Regions from separate parts of the Sus scrofa genome. Here region 2 is linked to region 1. Evidence: chromatin contacts called from public promoter capture Hi-C data. All regions are on one chromosome and are shown on one strand. The core of a region is the stretch at or near the end of the contact, and the rest is flanking DNA. Distances in the headings are between cores, read along the strand shown. Region 1 overlaps MICAL3 (F-actin-methionine sulfoxide oxidase MICAL3). Region 2 overlaps MICAL3 (F-actin-methionine sulfoxide oxidase MICAL3).

Evidence for each region. Promoter capture Hi-C pulls out the DNA fragments that hold promoters and counts their contacts.
Region 2: a promoter capture Hi-C map of fetal liver shows a contact between it and region 1, with 1.9 times the contacts expected there. A contact is called at or near these places in 2 of 5 promoter capture datasets (fetal liver and liver), 15 of 47 Hi-C or Micro-C datasets (brain, embryonic fibroblasts, epiblast stem cells and 8 more) and 2 of 2 datasets of targeted methods (alveolar macrophages and skeletal muscle).

What each region holds. Positions count from the first base shown.
Region 1 is chr5:70,052,195-70,056,358 of Sscrofa11.1, forward strand. The region is part of intron 2 of MICAL3 (F-actin-methionine sulfoxide oxidase MICAL3); the gene reads right to left. Among named protein-coding and RNA genes, the nearest start is that of MICAL3, 79 kb to the right of the region's middle.
Region 2 is chr5:70,123,372-70,127,720 of Sscrofa11.1, forward strand. All of the region lies in intron 2 of MICAL3 (F-actin-methionine sulfoxide oxidase MICAL3), which reads right to left. Among named protein-coding and RNA genes, the nearest start is that of MICAL3, 7.4 kb to the right of the region's middle.

The DNA.
Region 1 (4,164 bases), core at 642-3,141:
GGCCCCTCTGCCCCTGGCCCTCTGAGGGTGGTGAAGACCAGGAGTCTCTGGTCCCAGGGAGTCCTGAGAGCCCAAGCATGCTGCCATTTCACGAATTTCTCTCCCCTACCCCATACTGTCTTTTCTTCCTTGCTTCCTCTTCTTTTTGCTCCCTCAACATGTCAGCTTACAGCGAGGTGATTAAACGCACAGAATTTGGAGTCATCCAGCCTCTGAAACTTATTTAAGGTCAAGGACCTTAACCTCTCTGTAACGATCCTCCCTGGTGTGAAGCAGGAAACTAGTGCACAAAAAGCACTTGGCATTGTATCTGGCTCACAGCAACGCTAAGTGACAGCCATTCCTACCTAAGCACCCACAGTACCCACTTGCCTAAAGGTGCTGAAAATGCCAAAGGCAGAAGGTTGATTTTTTTCCTAACTCTGAAAGTCTGGTTTTAAGAAAAGCCCGTCTACTTTGGAAACAAACTGAAACATGTCCATGTCACTAGTTAAAATACTTCCCTTTCCTTTTCCACAGGGAAAAAAATGACTCTAACCAGTCATGACCAAACTGGGTAAAAGGTTCTGTTCCAAACAGTGGTTAGGATCACACACTAGTTCAACTTTTAAAAAAACCAAAAGAATAAAATAAAAAGCATCCAGGAGTTCTCTTGTGGTGCAGTGGGTTAAGTATCCGGCCTTGTCACTGCAGTGGCTCAGGTTGCTGCCGTGGTTCGGGTACAGTCCCTAGCCTGGGAACTTCCACATGCCATGGGCCTGGTCAAAAAAAAAATTTTTTTTTAATAAAAATCATCCATAAAGTAGTTGAGCTAGGGCAATGATAGGATTTGCATGAGTTCTGGGTTGGGGGGATTAGAAGCTCATGCCAGGCAAAAAAGTAGAGGAGGAAAGGAGAAGAGCTTCCTCAGCTTTTCATGAAGCAAACCTTTCCAGATCACGTGGTCCAGCCCCTAGGCCCCCAAAGACTCTTACTCTGTCCTAAGTGTCCCTTCTGGGAAGTCCGCCTCTGAAAACTCCAAAATATTTCCTCTGACTCTGTCCTAGTTTTATAAGAATACACAAGTTAACTAAATGCATCTCTCCTGCAGCTGTTCAAAAAGATAACTCAAAAGTGAAGGGAGAAACAATGTGAAACTGTGGACCGAAGGGTGGAAGAGAAGGGCTGACCCCCAAGGATAACCTTGATAGGGGCAAATTCACCCAAGCCAGCTGTCCTTGACTGGTCTGTGAGAGCACAACTCCAGAACCAAATGCCTGAGTCTGAAGCCTGACTCCATAGTTTCTAATGGAGGAGTCACCAAGCTCTGGGTGCCTCAGCTTCCTTCCGCAGGAAACAAGGACCATCACAGCACCTACCCCTCAGGCTGCTGTGATGGCCTCTTGCCTTCAGGCATGCGGTCACTAAGAACAGGGCCAGGAGCACCACCAACTGTCTCTACACCTTACTGCTGACATCATTACCATACTACTCTCCCCGCTTCTTCTCCTCTTCTACACACAAATCCACGGATTCTCAATCACAAGGCAGCTTGGTGATGGAGGTGGGTGAAGGAAGGAGCAGACAGGATGGAGTATAGTTGGGACCTTGATAAGTTGGCTTTGTTACTTTGTCAGCAGCCAGGCAGCTGGAGTTGAAGGTTTGTTGTCACAATGCAGGGGGGGGTGGTGGCAGGGACTAGGAGTGTAAGCACAGCCCATCCTTCTCAGTCTTCCCTCTGGGCTGCCCTGACCCCCCTCTCTTCCCAAGCTCCAATACTGACAAAAGGACTCAACCCTCCCTCATACTTTGCTTACATCAACAACAGAAAAGAGGCAGGGCAAGAGACAGGACAAAGCTGGGACCCACCAAAGTTTCACTTTGCCTTTCATATGACAGTAAAGAAAAATCAATAAAAGCTACCAGTTAACCACTGGCCCAAGCACTGCTCCTCTCCCTCCAGAGTTAGCCAGACCGTATCCTTCACGAGATACACGATTAAATAGAGCTCTGCATCTAATGAGGTTCGTTCACACATACACCTACTCTAGCTTGCTCTTTCCTCCTCTGTGACAGACACCCACAGAGGAGGCACTGCAGAGGGATGCAGGGTGAAGAAGCTGTTCCTGCCGAGGAACTGACCCCTCAGCAGAAGCCCCTGCCCTTCCTCTTCCACCTCTCACCAAGGTACAAACAATCCTCCTTTTCCCTTCTCTAATCTGATTATCACCACTTCCTTCTCTTAAGTTGCGGCAATTTTCTCTCCCCTGTGAAACCCTGTCACTGAACAAAAAGTTGGTGAACTGCAGGGTTTAAAGGATAGTTTCCCTGTCCTCCCCCTCCAGTTTCTTGAAAACGATGACGCTAAGCCTTTACACCTGAAGACAGCTGAAGCCCAACGCCAAGGAAACAGCGAGCCACACGTGGCTAAGCCCCACGGGGCAGGGATGCATTCCGAAAAGTAGAATCAAAGATGACAGAATGCGAGGCTGAAGGGAAGGGGAAGTCCACAGAGAGTTTAGGTAAATTTCCAAACAATGTCCCCACCATTTGCACAATGTACCACATTATTTGTGGAAGCTAAAGACCAAAAAGGAGTCAGATTTTCAACTGTGCTATCTAAAGTAGAAACTGAGAGCCTTATTTACCGCAGAGATTTCAGCACAAGTGCCATGCCTCCAGGTTTACAATTTCAACCTGCAGCTTAAGTTAAAAAGCCTGGGGTCCAAAAAAAAAAAGCCTAGGTACTAAAGGGGTCCCCTGAATTAGAATATCACAAATTCCGTCTGTCCACGACCGTTTTGGTTCTGTCCCTATTCTCCCCATCTGGTCTCATTACATACTTCACACTCTCCAAATATAGTTATTTTTTCAGCTCTATTTTTCCCACTAAAGTAATAACCTGGCTAAAGAATGCTTCTGGCCCAGTTAAAGTCCAGAATTCCTACTAATCTATTTCAATGAAAAATAAAGCCCCTGTACAACCACAGCCCATGAGACCCAGGGAGGCATTAGCAACAGGTATTAGGACTTTGACATCTGCTCCCCTATCTCCACTAAAGCATGGAGGTTAGGAGCACACACTTCAGAGCCAGCCCGGCTCTGAGTACCAGCCCAGCTGTCTGTCACTGTCTTGGCCTGGGTCTCACCAAACCCTAGTTCGTCATTTGTAAAATCAGGGAAAATTCTAAGTCCTACCTTGTACACTGTCGTGGGAAATAAAGGAGGAGATGCACATGAGGCGCCTGGCTCAGGTCCCCACACATAGGCACCAATAAATGTTAGCTAGCCTTAGCTGTCTAGTCATCTCAAAAAGCACAACAGGGAGTTCTCTTGGGGCACAGCAGGTTAAGGATTCTGCATTGTCACTGCAGCAGCTGGGGTTGCTGCTGTGGCACAGTTCAATCCGTGGCCGGGGAACTTCCATATGCCTCAGGTGTGGCCAAAACAAAATAAGTTAAAAAGTAAATAGTCTAGTATCTTTAGGTCCTTCAGGTTCCAAAAAAGAGGATTTCTTCCCCTACAAATAATCTAATATCTTGAAATCCTTCAGATTCCAAAAAAGAGGACTTCTTCCCCTATTAGTGAAATTTCATGAGAAAGAAAACTCAATTGAAGTTCCAACTCAGGCACCATGTCCCAACTTAGAACAAATCACATCACCCCTATTTCTTCATCCATAAAGTGGGAAAAGCGTACGGCACTAAACTTGGATGACCTCAGAGACAAGTAAGAATCAATGAGATAATAGGCAATTAAAAAGCTTTCACTTCTTCAAAGAAAAAGCAATAAGTAAATCCAGAACACAATTATTGTTAAAATATCACACCCAATTATTACAGGACATAAATAAACCAGTGGCGTTTCTTACTCTTTCAGGAACATTAGGTTTGATAGCCCTATAATCTGCTCACACGGAGCCCGCTACCAGCAGGAGGAGGTTCATGGCTGCTCCCTGCAAAGCCCAGTTCAGAGGCAGAGCCCATCAAATCTAAGACTATGCTTTGCATGCTGGTCAAGCCTCACCCACCCAGGGCTGTTTCTTTTTTATTTCATTTTAATTTTAAATGAGAATTGTAACCTTTTTTATTTTTATTTATATATTTACTTTTTAGGGCCGCACCCAAGGCACATGAAGGCTCCCAGGCTAGGGGTCAAATCGGAGCTACAACAGCAGGCCTATGC
Region 2 (4,349 bases), core at 545-3,044, 71 kb after region 1:
GCTGCTAGCCGCAGACCACAGCACCGTGACAGGCACCCGCGGAGAGGGATCCCAGCCCCTTGGGGCTCCTCCTCCTGATCTCGTACTCCTCCCTTCCACTAGCCACCTGGAGGACCCAGATTCAGTGCTTCTTTCACAGCCTCCTCTTTCAGCCCCTCTCGTTTCCACTCTCTCTTCCACCCCACGACTCTCCTCAACCCTTTCTCCTCTGCTGCCAGCTCCAGGGGCTTCGGTCTTCCCAGTGAAGGAGGCGCTAAGCACTCCATGCCCCCTGATAGAAAGCTGGTGCTCTGTCCTCCAGAATTCGGGCCAGCACCTCATTGTGGGCATCCTGAGGGCACCCTTCACCTGTGCACCTTTCACATATGACACGATGTAAAGGGGGCCCTTGGGAGTCACCCGGATTTCAACACGGAACTCAAAGCCTTCAGAGTAGCAAGTCTTTTAAGAGGAAAATGTTGGCCCCTGGAGAAGACTAGGTTCTTGACTGGACACTGGAGCCTGTGAACAGCATCCCCATTACTGAGCTCCAGGACCTTCCCTGCTCCAGCCTCCCACCCGCTGCCCCCGTGGGACCACACCTGCGGCAGGTTAATGATCTGGGCATGCCAGGTGTCGTCCTTGCTCCTGTTCGACGACGGATGCTCAGCCTCCCATTCTGCTGGGGAGCCTCCCCTGTGCAGCCAGCTCAGGGGCATCGCTCCTCTCCTTCCCAAATTCCTTTAGAGTCTGTTGCCCTCGTCCAGCACTTTACAGCACATGACATCAAACCACCGCCCAACAACAGTGCTTTGGTTGGGACTGGAATGAAATGCTGGCTTCTCATCCTTAGCCGGCTCTGCGTGACCCCTCCGGGCCTGGTTCTGTGACTAGCTTCCTCCTCTCCTGCCCTCCTCTGGCCCCTTTGGCCCCCCGCCTGTGCTCAACTCACTACTTTCACGTCCACCTCCCAGCCCTGCACCTGCTGTTCCCTCTGCTTGGAGGACGCAACCCCAGATACCCAGGGCAACCAGAACGTCAATCTACCTGAGAAGGAGCTTCCTCCCCATCAGAGTCCAAGTGCCTGGCACATGGCAGCAGCCGGGTGACAGCGCTTGATGGAAAGCATTAATAACACACTGCTTAAGTGCCTGCCCCTCCCCCACCTTGTCATAAGTGTCCTGAGGACAGAGATCTGGTCCGGGCGATGTATCTCCTCCACAGTGTCCAGCCCACATGTTCCAGCAGAGGTGCTTTCATCAATGTTTGTTGACAGAGTGAAGACAGAACAGGAGAGAGACCTCTCATGCTTTTCCTGCCAGGTGGGCTCAGCAGCCTCTGTGGCAGAAAGGGTAACCCTTGTCCTCCTGGCTCTCCTTCTGCCTGGCTGCCAGCCCTGCCCCTGGAGTGCTGCTCCCATGGCTAAAGAGCTGTTTTCCACTCAGATTCCTTTCCCACTGCTGCCAACATCACTTTCTGAACTGGTCGGACTCAGAGAGGGTGTGTGACCGCCTAGGGCTGCAGCCCCCATCAGCACACATCCAACCTCAGGGTGAGAACAGGGCTCTGTTGAGCTACATGCTTGATTTCAGGGTGAGAGCTTCCAGAAAGATTTATTAGAGACCATGACTGTGGCTGCTGTATTTCAAAGCCCAGGCAGACGTTTAGGTGACAGAGTTAAATGTTCCAAACTTACCTCATCCTCCCTCCCTCTCTGCAGGGTGAACGCTGGGTTCCTCTCCCCAAGCCCAGTCCTTCTCCATATTTGGGAATCTGGACTGTGCACGGGGAGCACAGCCGTCCCCTCCCGGTGTCTGCTGGGAGCTGTAGTTCCTGAGCGGTGGCCAGCAAGGGGGCTGTCCTTTCTCAGGAGGACGTGTGGAAGCAGTGGGTGGGAGGCGCGCCTTCTATTTTTGAGTCTCTGGGGGCTGGCTCTGAGCACAGTAGCACCCACCTGCAAATGGGGAGCATTATCTCTCTTTTCCTACCTGCCAGATTGTTTACTGGGTGGGGTAATTAGCCAGCACTCAGTAAATGCTTTGAGCTCGGTCCAGCAAGGAGTGCTTTATAAATAAAAATTGTTATCTTTAAAGAGGAAAATATTAATTTTGATCACCTAATTGCCTTCACAAACCAACCCTTTGCCTACACGCCAGAAAAGATGCTGCGTTTAATTCCTGGTATGTGCCTTTCACCCACCCTGCATTTAAGTGGTTCCTCTGCATCTCATTCCATTTTGTTTCATCATCTCTAGTTTCATACCCCCAAGAATAAAGGCACTCTCTCCCTCCTCTCTGAAAGGAATGGATGAGACAGACCAATTCTGCCCTGTCCCCAAAGTACAAGAAAGTTACAAGAAGGGATAGTTTGGGTCTGCTTTGAGCTCCACGACTTGCGCCTGGTGTGGCCACGAGCTCACTCTCTGCCGACCTTTGCTCCCTTTGAAGAAGGGATAGGGTTTCAGAGCAGCAGGAAAGATCTTAGTAAGAACCCTCTTCTCTAGAGAGAAGAGCTCTGTAAGAGGAAAGGGACAGGTGCCTGGTGGTGGGAGCAGCGGCTCAGAATCAAATGGTTAGAATCCTGGCTCTAGATCTTTGGGCAAATCACTCACCCTCTGACCTTGGTCTCCTCATCTCTGAAGTGGAGATGACAAAATGGTCAGAGTTTTGTCAGGTGCCTCACCAGGGGCTGTGAGGTCAGGCACTTCTAGACCAGAATCCCTCCAGGGTTTGCAGTGGACGTGTGATCAAGTCTACTTGGCTTCTCTGAACTGCAGGCATATTCTCTCTAGGGTGGGGAAGGTGAGGCTACGAGAGCAGGCAGTGGTCCTGGCGCTGCTGCTTCTCAGTAAACGTGGCTGTCAGGGCCTTTGTATGTGCCATGGCGACTCTCAGTGCGCTAGCATCACACTGTGACTGCTTGTCTCACTTTTCATCATCTCGCTCTGTGACAACTACAATGATGTAGAGGCGCTTTCTAGGCTGTAAAGTACGACAGTTTGTACCCTAACTATGAGGGGTGATTAGAACTGAGCACAGAGAGAAGAGAACTGCACACCCTGCCACCCCACCCCCAACCCTGACCCCGAACCCAGAGGTCTCCTCCAGGACTCAGGTTACGTGGGATCAAGGAGGTCAACTGCTTTTTACTGCAAAGAGCTAGAAACATGCAGGTTGTCAGTAGTAAGAGCAGGATGACTTAGTCCTGTGTTGTAGATGTGACACACCGTACTTGGGTCACAGGCCATGCAAACATGCCTCACTACCCACGCATGCTGGTTTCTGAGGGAGGGCAGTGCTCAAGAGGGCAGAGTGTCATTTACAGATGGTGGGACCTCAGGTGATTCTTACTCTCTTGTACTTTTTGGTCTTGTTTGAATTATTTTTACTCTGGGTATGAATCATTGTAACTAAAACAGGAGCAGACACTAAACAATCAGATCAGGTTTTGTAAAACACCAGGAGAACGTTTTTGGAGGCACGGAAAATGGAAAATCATAATGACAGAGGCCTGTGCAGGGAAGTCAGAGGGGAATGGAGTCCTCCGAGACAGCCCTAGAGAGAGAAGAAGCGACGCTTTCATCTATTTCCCCACTGGGCTGTGACTGCATGGTGGCTTCCACCATCGCCAGGGTACACTGAGGTTCCAGGTTTGCTGTGGTGACACATGGTTCCTACGTTTCCACCTCTCTTCTCTTGGGTCCCTCGGACGGGCTGTCAGAGAGGGGAACATGGACTTACCCCTCATTTCTGCTCCCCAGGTCACTGCCTTTTGCCATGAGGGCTTCAGGGAAGGGTGTGGTGTGCTTACCTGTCATCTCCTCCCACTGTCCCACTACAGTTCTGGACCAGATGCACAAAGAACAAACTTTTGGAGTTCCCATTGTGGCTCAGTGGATTAAGAACCTGACGAGTATCCATGAGGCTGCAGGTTCAATCCCTGGCCTCACTCAGTGGGTTAAGGATCCGGCATTGCCGTGAGCTGTGGTGTAGGTCTCAAACGCAGCTCGGATCTCATGTCACTGCGGCTGTGACACAGGCCAGTATCTACAGCTCCACTTTGACTCCTAGCCTTGGACCTTCCATATGCCTTGGGTGCAGCCCTAAAAAGACGAAAAAAAAAAAAAAAAAAAAAAGAACAAACTCACTTCCCAGTGGGATGCAGAATAGGAGGGTGATGATGGCAGACCTCACCTTCCTCCATCCCTTTCTCCCAGAGAATGCCTGCAGGAGGGTCTGCACCAGCTCCCAGGCAGCCTGTCCCCAGTGAGGACAGGAGACTGGGACCGGGGTGGGGGGCAGACTCTCTCCTGTGGCCACAGACACCTACACTGTCCCCAGGAAGACTTCATGCCCAAGCCCACGATAACA